Linked DNA regions of Anser cygnoides: region 1 is linked to region 2. The links are chromatin contacts, called in public Hi-C maps. All regions are on one chromosome and are shown on one strand. The core of a region is the stretch at or near the end of the contact, and the rest is flanking DNA. Distances in the headings are between cores, read along the strand shown.

Evidence for each region. Hi-C and Micro-C count contacts between places; a contact is called where the count stands out from the background.
Region 1: a contact with region 2 is called in a Hi-C map of granulosa cells, with 2.3 times the contacts expected there. The contact joins the promoter of LOC106032508 here to the enhancer-like site in region 2. A contact is called at or near these places in 3 of 7 Hi-C or Micro-C datasets (granulosa cells and liver).

The regions. Positions count from the first base shown.
Region 1 is chr3:61,853,288-61,858,227 of Taihu_goose_T2T_genome, reverse strand. It overlaps LOC106032508 (serine/threonine-protein kinase Sgk1), which reads right to left and starts at 3,166. Exons shown (of 12, transcript XM_066994255.1): 1 at 2,988-3,166; 2 at 1,515-1,590; 3 at 1,002-1,077; 4 at 447-551. The coding sequence starts at 3,021.
Region 2 is chr3:61,808,703-61,813,809 of Taihu_goose_T2T_genome, reverse strand. It overlaps LOC125184214, which reads right to left. Exons shown (of 4, transcript XM_048075764.2): 3 at 4,417-4,632. Among named protein-coding and RNA genes, the nearest start is that of SLC2A12, 78 kb to the left of the region's middle. Within about 2 kb of position 3,264, at least 1 of the 3 cell types and tissues checked has open chromatin away from gene starts, as enhancers often do.

The sequences.
Region 1 (4,940 bases), core at 1,917-4,416, 45 kb before region 2:
GACAAATTCCCAGAACTGAGCAATACGAAAATACAGAACAAATTGTAAGCAACGGGAAACAACACTTTCTGTTAAACACTGAGCACTGCTACACTCCTCCAGTTCACCTTGCAAGCTCTTTGCTGGAAATGCCTAAAGCTATCACCACTCCCACAGATAAATAAATCCAGCCCTGAGCTTTTACAGTTAGCGTCATTTCCAAGGCGTATATTCCCTCAAGCTGAAGAAGCACCCCTGCCTCCTCACTCCCTTGCTCTTTTGTGACTCTTAAATGCAGTACTGGGCTCCTGCTCCCTGCAGCTCAGCAGTGAGCCAGGCATAGGGCAGCAGCACGTGCCTGGGTCTGTTTTAAACGACCACCAAAGCCAGTACAGGCACAACCCTCAGGCATTACATACAAGAGCTGAAGAATAGTCAAAACTACAGTAAAAAGAAGTTAAGTTTACCTTCCCAAAACTGCCTTTTCCAATCACTTTTAAGAAATGGAAGTCTGACGGTTTGGCATGTGGGTTGGATGATGGACCAAGATTGATCTGCTGCGAAGGACTGGGCTAGAAAAATAAACATGCAGAAAACACATTTATTAAAACAGCTTGGTGGCGAGAGGCTCAGCAATGCTTCTCTTTTTTAAAGTACAGATAAAGTGATCACAAAGGAGAAGATCAGCCCCCTCCTTATCACTAAAAAATTTAATCTAGACTTCTGCCATTAAGTTAAACGATTTGGTACTGCCCGATAAAAGTGTAACAGCAGCAGTTTACTTAAGAATTCTTTCTGAGGTCTTAGCCACATTCCATAGTGAAGTTCCAATTAATAAGCTTTATTTTTAAAATCTTCTTCTCCACTTTGGGAAAATGTTTCAGTCTAACTTGATTACTCTCTTTCCCAGCTACATCAATGCTATAAACTGAAGTTACACTCGTGATGCTAATTTTGCTACGCTTCTATTGCCGGCTCAGTTATGTTCTAAAAATGCTTCAGAGAACATTAAATCTGCTTACCGGAGGAGAAGGATTAGCATTCATAAGTTCAGGCTCTTGAGGCTGGGAGATTTTCAGAATAGACTGAACTTCAGGGCTGCAAGGAGAAGAGCACGCATAATCAGTCACCGTAAGCGTAAGGCACATCTTTCCGCCAGAGGGCAAGCAAGTACCGCGCTGGCAAAAGATCAGTTTTGGGTTGGGCTGTTACAGAAAGCAACTGATACAACCTATTCGGCTTGAGAAATAAAATCCATCTAGAGAACGTAAAATCAGCCGCACAAAGAAATGTATTTATGCCGTAAGTACAGATCAAAACAGGGACGGGGCTCTAGAAATCCCATCCGACTCATCTCGCCCAAACCCAGCTCATGAAGAACTGATGCAAGGTGAGTAATAATACTGCAAGAAGAGCAATTAACTCTTCAGTAACAGTCATGCCAGAGGCATTAGAGTAAACAATTTTTTTTCCTAGGTCTCACAAAACGTAATGGTATTTATTACTGAAACCCAGCCGAAATGTCTGATACTTACTGCTTGCATGCATAGGAGTTGGTGGCTATCTTCTGAATGAAGTCATTCAGCCCCATTCTTCTCTGCTTCATGAAAGCTACAAAATAAAAGGACAGGAGCGTTAAAAATTTTAAAAATAATAATAAAAAAAAAAGATCGTGAATCTATTTGCCTGTCCTGTAAAAAAAAAAAAAAAATCACACCACCCAGCAGCATCCCCGCTGCCCGCCTCACCGATGAGGATGGCCACCATGCCCCTCATCTTGGCGTAGGTCAGGGTGGGACCCGACGCCTCGGCTGCCTTCACTGTCATCGCACTGGGCTTGGGGGAGGAAAAAGAAGCCGGCACAAGGAGCCGACTGCGACCAGCACCGCACTGCTCCGGAGCGGCCCCCGACGGCGCTTAAGTGGCGGCGGAGCGGGGCGGGACCGGGGCGGGGCGGCGCCGTTCGTCCCCCCCCCCCCGACGGCCCCGGGGCCGTCGGGGGGGGGGGACGAAGGGCGCCGCCCCGCTGCCGGCCCCGGGAGACTGATTCCTACCCCCCCCCGCTCCCCGCTCCGGAGAACAAGATTTCCTGCCCGGTTTGCACTAAAACAAACAAATGTCCCTTCTGTGCGCTGCCCTGATCCCGGCCGGGCCGTTACCGAAAGGGAAAAGGAAAACAAACAAAAGCGAACAAAAAAAAAATATATAATAATAATAATAATATAATAATAATTCTTTTTTTAATGCCAAAAAGGGGAAAACGTAAGGGAAAATAAATAAATAAGTCCCGGTTCCCTGAACTTGGAGGCGGGGGGAGGAAAGGGCTGAGAGGTGTGCTGCTGGAAGTGGTGGGGAGATGACAAGTGCAGCACTGCAAACATCAAAAGGGAAAAAAGGAAAAAAAGGAAAAATAAAAGGGGGGTGGGTGGGAAGGAATTGCCCCTTTTGCTTCCCCTGTTCATTACCACTCGGGAACACGGTGTGTGGGGCACCGCTGCCGTGCCCCCCCCGTATCCCCCGGCCCCAATACCAGCCGGCCGCTGGGCGGCATCCCTTGGCAGCCGGCCGCACCTCGAGGGGTGACAGCAGCAGGGACTCCCAGCGAGGTGGGCGCAGGTCTCCAAAAGCGCCTTACACCGAGGGAAGAAGGAGGGAAAGGGGTCGGGGTCCCGCCGGGAGATGGGGGGGGGGGGGGATCCCTGACGTCCCAGTGCGGGCGCAGCGGCGCCGGGGAGGGCAGGGGCGAGGGGAGCGCCTGTTGGGGCTCTGCCTGCTCCCACTTGTCGCCTTCCTCACTCCCGTCGCCAAAACTGCCACTATTAGCGGCGGCAGAAATTAAAGAGAAAAAGAAAAAAAAGAAAAGAAGAAAAGAAATGGGCAAGAAAAAGAAACCCCAGGCTCTGCCACAGCCCCCGGTGCCCCGCACAACCTGCCGCGGGTCGCGGCGCCCCCTCACGCCCCCTCCTCTCCCCCCGGGTGCCCCCCGGTGCCCCCCGGCGCCCCGTCACCTTTCAGCGACGACTTCTCCTCCTTGCCCCTCATCTCCGCCGCGGGGCCGTGCTCTGCGCTCAGCAGCCGGGGGCGGGCTGAGGCCGGCCAAGTGCCCGGCCCGGGGGCAGGGGGAGGCGGCGGGGGGCGGAGGGGCCGGGCGCCGCTGCCGCTGCCCCGCTTACGAGCGCGGTGCCGAGGGCGCTTCGGGAGCGTTATAAACGCGGGCACGGGCCGCCCCGCACACTCTGCCCCGTTGCAACATCGCCCTCAAAATTACTGTCATCAGCGGCAGCCGCGCACACCCCGCCGCGGGGGGGCCGGCCCTGCCCTCCGCCACCCGCCCCGGCCCCACGGCGGCGCCAGGAGGCGCTGCCCGCACCCGCTGCGAGCCGCCGCGCACCGGGACCCCCCCGCGGGTCCCCCCCCCCCCTTCCCCGGCCGGGCCCCGAGCCAAGGCGGGCGGAGGAGGCGGCCCCGGGTCCGCTCCCGCCCCCGGGCGCCGAGCCGCGGCTGCCGGCAGCGCTTCCCCGCCGGCCGGATAGCGCCGGGCCGGGCACGGCCCCCAGCGCCTTCCGCCGGCAGCGCCCCGGCGGCGCCCCCCCGGCCGCGGGGCTCCGCCGCGCCCCCCCCGGCCGCCGCCCGGCTCAGGACACCGCTGTCCGTCCGTCCGTCCGTCCGTCCATCCGTCCGTCCGTCGGTTCGCCCCCCCACGCACGCGTCCGCTTCCGCACCGTGTACGGGAGCAGTGGCTCGGTACGGTGGGAGGCCGTCAGCTCCCAAACCCGGGTCTCCGGAGCCCGGGATGCGCTTAACAAGCCCCTAAATTGCGTTTTAAAGCTTTTCCCGGCGGTGGCGGCTGCAAAGCCGGTTGGAACGGAAGACGCAGCTCAAGCAAGGGAAAGGTGGCCAAGAGGCATCCCGTTACTCAAGGGCCGGCTCTTCTGGAAAAGGGTCGGGCATTGTGCAAATGTCGCCAGACCGCAAGGGCTTGCATCGAGAGTTTGTGTAGTCGCTGATAAGTAAAGACAAGAGAAGAGCCAAAATAATTACAGTGATGTTTCCCGCTCCCGTTACGTTTCTCCCTGAGATTAAAATTCTGGCAAATTGTCCTGAGCTTCTAAAGTTTTCAAAGAAAAAATTAATTATGCTTTTTCAAAGAAAAATGAATAAAGTAAAAGGTGGACATGCAAAATGAAAAAGTAAACGGAGACTCCACACCAGGAGCACGAACAGTCGCAGAACAACTTGCTGCAGGATGTGCGCACACCGAAGTGTGGGTGGGTTGGGTAATGGCTGGGTGAATGAATGGCAAAAAAAATACTTGAGGGCAGTGGAGTACAAAGGCAGTGTGCCTGACCCAGAATGTTCCTGAACCACGAACTCCCGGGAGCCAGGGGTGTTTTGGGGGCGAATCACTGAACAGTTGACTATTCCTGCTGTCTGCCTTAGAGGGGACTGTTAGCTGTTGCTGGTAACCCCATATGCTGGGCTACACAGACCTGGGGCTCAGGTCTTCATTCTGATACTGCCTGTCTGAGTGGTGTGGTACTGGGTCTGAGCTCACAGAATTTAACCGACTCACAAAGCCCCAGGTACTGCTGCTTGGTGGCTAGAAGAAAAGAAGAGAGAGAGCCGATTGCATTTTGTAACATAATATGAAGCATGACGCTGCTAAATGGCTCGGTTCCACGTAAAAGTAGCACCAGGTGAGCAGGCTCTCATCAGCCTCCTCACCATGCCAGCATTCGGACCAGGGTCCTGCTGCGGGGTGGTGAGAAATGCAGAAAGACACAGACTGCCGGACCCTTGGGCGATGCAGGCATAAGGGCAGAGCGGGCACGATGCGCTGGCTTGCCTGTATGAGGCAGGTATGGATAACCCTAGGGTCCTGCTGGGGACGTGCCCAGCGTAAAGCCTGTGGGAATGTGATTCAGTTCATCTTGAACAAACAAGCACACCGCCAGTGTGGG
Region 2 (5,107 bases), core at 2,015-4,514:
GGATTCTCAAGTTAAATTACAAAAATCCAATAAATGGAGGACTGTATTGCTTAGCGAACGTGTAGAGGGGCTGCTTTGCTCTGTGTGGGTGCTACCTGCTGAGCTACACTGAGCTGAGGTCTTCAACAAGCTGCTCAAAAGAGGCACCCAGGGCTGCCTTCTGGAATAATTGCAATTAATTTAAGATCCTGCAATGTGTACCGAGTAGTTCTAATTATTCCATCAAAGTGCATTATGGTGCTTCTGTCTTTATCAAGTGTAATCTGCCATCAGGTTGTTAATTTGCCCAGGTTTATTTGAGCCTCTCACAGTCTTCTCCAGATTTCAGTTCCCTGAACAATTCTGTTATATGAACTCTTTTAAACTTGCTTTTCCTTTCAGATAATATTTTGTTCCAGCACTTTTCACATATATTCATTCCAGGATTAATTGTCCCCTACTGAACCTTCAGGATTTTCATGTCCTCTTTTGCATGTGCATATTTTTGTGTATTAACTAGTGCTTATTGGGGTATAAATTACAAGGTGCCTCATCGCCAACACAGATCATTAAAAATAGAAAGACTTTTTTCCAAAATGTGTGAGAAAATCATCTTCCCCTTAAAAGTCCAGTCAGGTCTGTTCCCACACTCTTTCTTTATGTGAGTTAGTCAGCTATTTCCTTTTCTCTTCTCCATACTTTCTAATCCATTGAAGACATTCATTTTTACGATGTCCCATTCTACAATATATTTCACCTGAAATGTATTCTTACCCCATTTCATATGCAGGTTTCTGAAAGATGTTTGTTATTTATAGGGGAGTATCATACGTAGAACTATCTCAAATAATTGCCCAAACTTTGTCTTGCGTACATTTTTTTAGCATTCTTCATGTCTGAATCAAGACTTGAAATATGGTAAAGTGCTGAAATGTGACTGAAATCAAGACCTCTCCAATCTACAGGTCCTTCAAGTGGTTTCTAGCAGTAGAATAGATGCCTACTGTCGATTTAATAGTGTGATCCAGAATTGTCTTTGAGAGCAATTATTTTCCAGTAAGTTACAGAGAACTTGTCCAAAAAGGTAGCAGCATCGAATTCCCTGCAACCCTAAGAAATGCTTTCCTGATGCTCCTTCACAAAAGACACTAGGCATGGATTTGCCCAGGAGGGTAGCTCCCTCAGCAACCTCCGTCTCCTTTCCACTCATGTTCCCATCACAGTGCCACTGCCAGCCCCACAGCAGCAGCAAGAGGGTGAAGAGACCAAAACCATTTGGGGGTTTTGCCCATCAGACCCACCATACCACGCCAGATGTGGGGACAGATGGTTCCTCGGACTGGAGGGTCTCAGTGCCTTGTTCAGCATCCCCAAGTCCCCCGTCATGCAGTTGTGGCTGTGCTGGACACACACACATGCTCCCAGCCATATAAAGTCACGTTGCTTAAATGGAATAAATGCATTAGTCTGTTCTTTCCCTTCTCTCATCCTTTAGCCAGGGGCAGCACAGAGTTTTTGTTTAGGTTTGGAGAGAAAAGATAGCTCTTAACATTCAGGGCTTTGGTCTACAAGATAGAGATGTGTCCGTGATGCTTCAGGACAAATGCCAGCTGATAGATAGGGCAGCAGGAGCCTTTTTTGAGAAAGCTGAAAGAACAGAACTAGCCTTGAACCTAGCCGTTGGCTCTATCTGGGGAAAAAAATATTTTGAGCTTGCTAATAAGGTCTGCTATCTTTTGTTTATTTAGAGAAAGGTCTGAAACAAGGGCATGACAATACAGTGTAAGCAGCATATTCATATCTACATATCACGCAGAGTACGAAGGATTTTTATTATTATTTTTTAACTCAGATTGGTAAATCTTCACTTGAGAGATTTAACTCACACCCAGTTTTCACCATGTTCACTTTGAGTTTAGCAGAAAGTTAAGCAGGTCTAAAAAGCCTGCTCTTTCCAAACCTGCTTGTTTACACAGGGGTATTCATTACTCTGTGCTGCAATTTATTTTGAAATGAAATTTACCCTCCTCATCGAGATGGTGAGTTTTATACAATCTGAAGTATGTAGATACACATGCAAAAGCGAGGGATGGCTATTGTAAATCATTACCTTGGCAGTGCTCCAAAGCCCTCAGGGCTTCAGCTGTTACACTGATAGAACAGATAGAAGCTTTACATAGAATTAATCCAAGTCAGTCACAAAAACAATAATATACCTATGTAAGTCTTGTGAAAATTAGCATTGCTTTCTGGAAATGCTTGAAAATTATCTAGTATACAGATGTACAGAGATAATACATGATCATACAAATAACAGAGGGGACTTAGAAGAAGTCATTTATAAACTCCAGCTGACACATGCCTCAATAGAAAAGCCTGGGGAGGTGGAAATGGAAGCATATCATAAAAAAAAAAAAAAAACAAACCTCATTATTTAAAATACTTTATGTTTCAGTATAGCCTTATTTATGTTGTCAATTTTTAAAGACTCTATGACATCATTAGCATCACAGTAAATGAGATTTAGAGATCTTTCCTTTTTTTTTTTTTTTTTTTTAATAAGAATAGAAATACAGACACATTTTCCCTTGGGTGGTATGGTTTAATCGGGTTATTTTTTATAAGGCTTTTTTCAAACTGATCAGAATAGTCTGAGACATGTCAGAGAAATCTTGTTGCGTTAAATAAGCCTTTAATAATATTTCACAGCTGATTACTTTGTGAATTAATTTGCCCTTGAGCAGAAGGAAATGGTCAGTGGGACCCTTGTGTTTGGGCATAGTACAAAGGAGCTGTAATCACTGTATCAGTACCTGGCGAGAGTACTGGAAAACAGAAGGATGAGTAATGGAGAAAAAGAGACAGGAATTATACAGCAAATGTAACTGGTGTATCCCACACTACCTGCTGGTTTAAGAGGCCTCTTTCTCTCCTCCTTGAAATGCAGACCGTCTCTGCTCAAGTTCATTGGCTTAAAGTGAAGGGAGTTATCACACAATTATGCAGTTTTTGCCATTTGTAACCCCTGAACAGATTCTCACCCAGCAGCTCTCTTTAAACCTGGAAAAGGTCAGGCCCTAGCTCCTTCAGTCTTTATTATTAAAAGCTTCCTGTGTGGTTTTACTGTAGAGAAAGAGGCAGTGACCTTACATTTAATCTCATCAAAGACTCTGTGCCGTAACTTACTTAAAAGACTCCTTATGCAGGGTAGTTTTAGCCAAGGAGTCTTTCGCCAGACGATGTTATTTTTAAAGCAGCGTGCAGAATATCCCTTTGCTGCAGACTCCAACTGCTGACTAAGCAGCCTCTCCACTGCCTGGAGTAACAAGAACCGAGAGGTCTGAGGGGATCTGTGCTCAGCCAAATCTATCCCATATGCATGCAAAACCCGGTTGAAATCAGTCATGAGGCCGTACTGCTGTATAGGAGTACGTGTGATTTATGGCAAGGCAAAGGATTTGCAGAATCCTCCCTCTTTGGTGGTTTCATTTTTTAATGCTTCAGCCTGAACAAAGATAATTTTCTCTTAATGAAACAAAATAGAGTAATTAGCTCCTCAGCTTGTGCATATGTTTCCCCAAAACGCTTTTGCTGAGTTTCTGAAGTGCACAGGACTTCCACTTTTAACCACTGTTAGAAGTTCTCTGTTTAAAAATGCAGCAGACATATCATGAAAAAAATGTTTCTGCTGTGAGCTCTGCGCTCACGCTCTGATAAATGCCTTGTCACATTTGCTCTGCTTTGTACTTGGAAAGATTCGTATTTGTTTGCTTTTATGTTTGTACACCTCTCTGGATTTTGTGCGCGGTCTCTGGGCAGGGATGAGTCCGCCAGGGATGACGGCTTCTGAGCACGATGTGCTGTTCTGCATTTGGCTTTTCTCCACAAGGGTTAGGTGGAGCTGGACGATGGATGAAAGGTTCAAACTCTGTCTCGGAAAAGCCACTTCTCGGCCTTTTCCACTGAAAAGAGTCACTGCATCATTCACTTCTGGTTCAGGAAAACTCCCTAAGCCAAGTTACTGTTCCTAAAGAGGAAGTGTCCCTGGAAGTGTGCAAGGCCAGGCTGGATGGGGCTTTGGGCAACCTGGTCTGGTGGGAGGTGTCCCTGGCCATGGCAGGAGGTTGGAAGTAGATGGTCTTTAAGGTCCCTTCCAACCCAAACAATTCTGTGATTCTATGAAGGATGGGGGCAAAAAAGTGTTGCCTTGTACTTGCAGCACAGAACGGAAGGTCCTGGTTCCTTTCTTTACCTTGGAAAGATAACTTCACCTCTCCACGCCTCAGTTTATGAAAAGTAGGAAAATGCTACTTAGTGTTATTACCAATCAGTTTGAACACTGTGAGGCTAAACCGAGGCACTTCAGCCTTGCACAGCCCCGCTGTTGGTGGTGTGAAATACACAAAGTAAGCAGGTGGGAAGGGAAGCCTGGCTCACCTTGCTGCTTGGCTGGCTCTCCCAGGAGCAGGACTCGGCCTCCTGTGGAGTGATGCCTTGCTGGAAGGAGTGGTCGCCCAGGCAGGTCTGGCACAGGGGAGCCTCCAGCTCCGAGTCCCCCGCAGGTAAGTGCATCACAGTGGACCCCGGGTATTTGAGGCTGGCGTTTGGGTGCTTTTCCACACTAACCATCGGGCTCTTAATCCACCTCCGTACCTGTTGACACAGAAAGAGATCATGGACTCCCTTTGCCTGTTTTATGGCAAAAGCTGGGATAGAGCAGCGGGGTTTCTAATGTGGATAAAGGCACAGATTGGGGAAAATAATCAGATATAATTGTAGGATCAGATGCCATATAGGTTATGGTGTGTCAGCACCACAGGGCTCTTTTGGGCTGAGAATCATTTGCTGCTTTGTGCAAGTCTTTCATCAGTTTATCTACAGTAACGACTTTTCAGGCTTTATAAAGATATTAAAGTATATGATAGACTCCTGAGAAGAGGAAAACAACTACCTGAAGCAAGTACTCCCAGCCTAGACAGCTCAATTCTCCTTCTTGAGAGAAAGCAGCCTGTTTTTGCAGGTATGAAATAGTAATCGCATAAATTGTCTGCAGTCCCTTTCCAACAGAAGTATCTTTTGTTCATATCTGACCTCACGTACCATCTCAGCCTTTTCTGTGCCTCCTGCT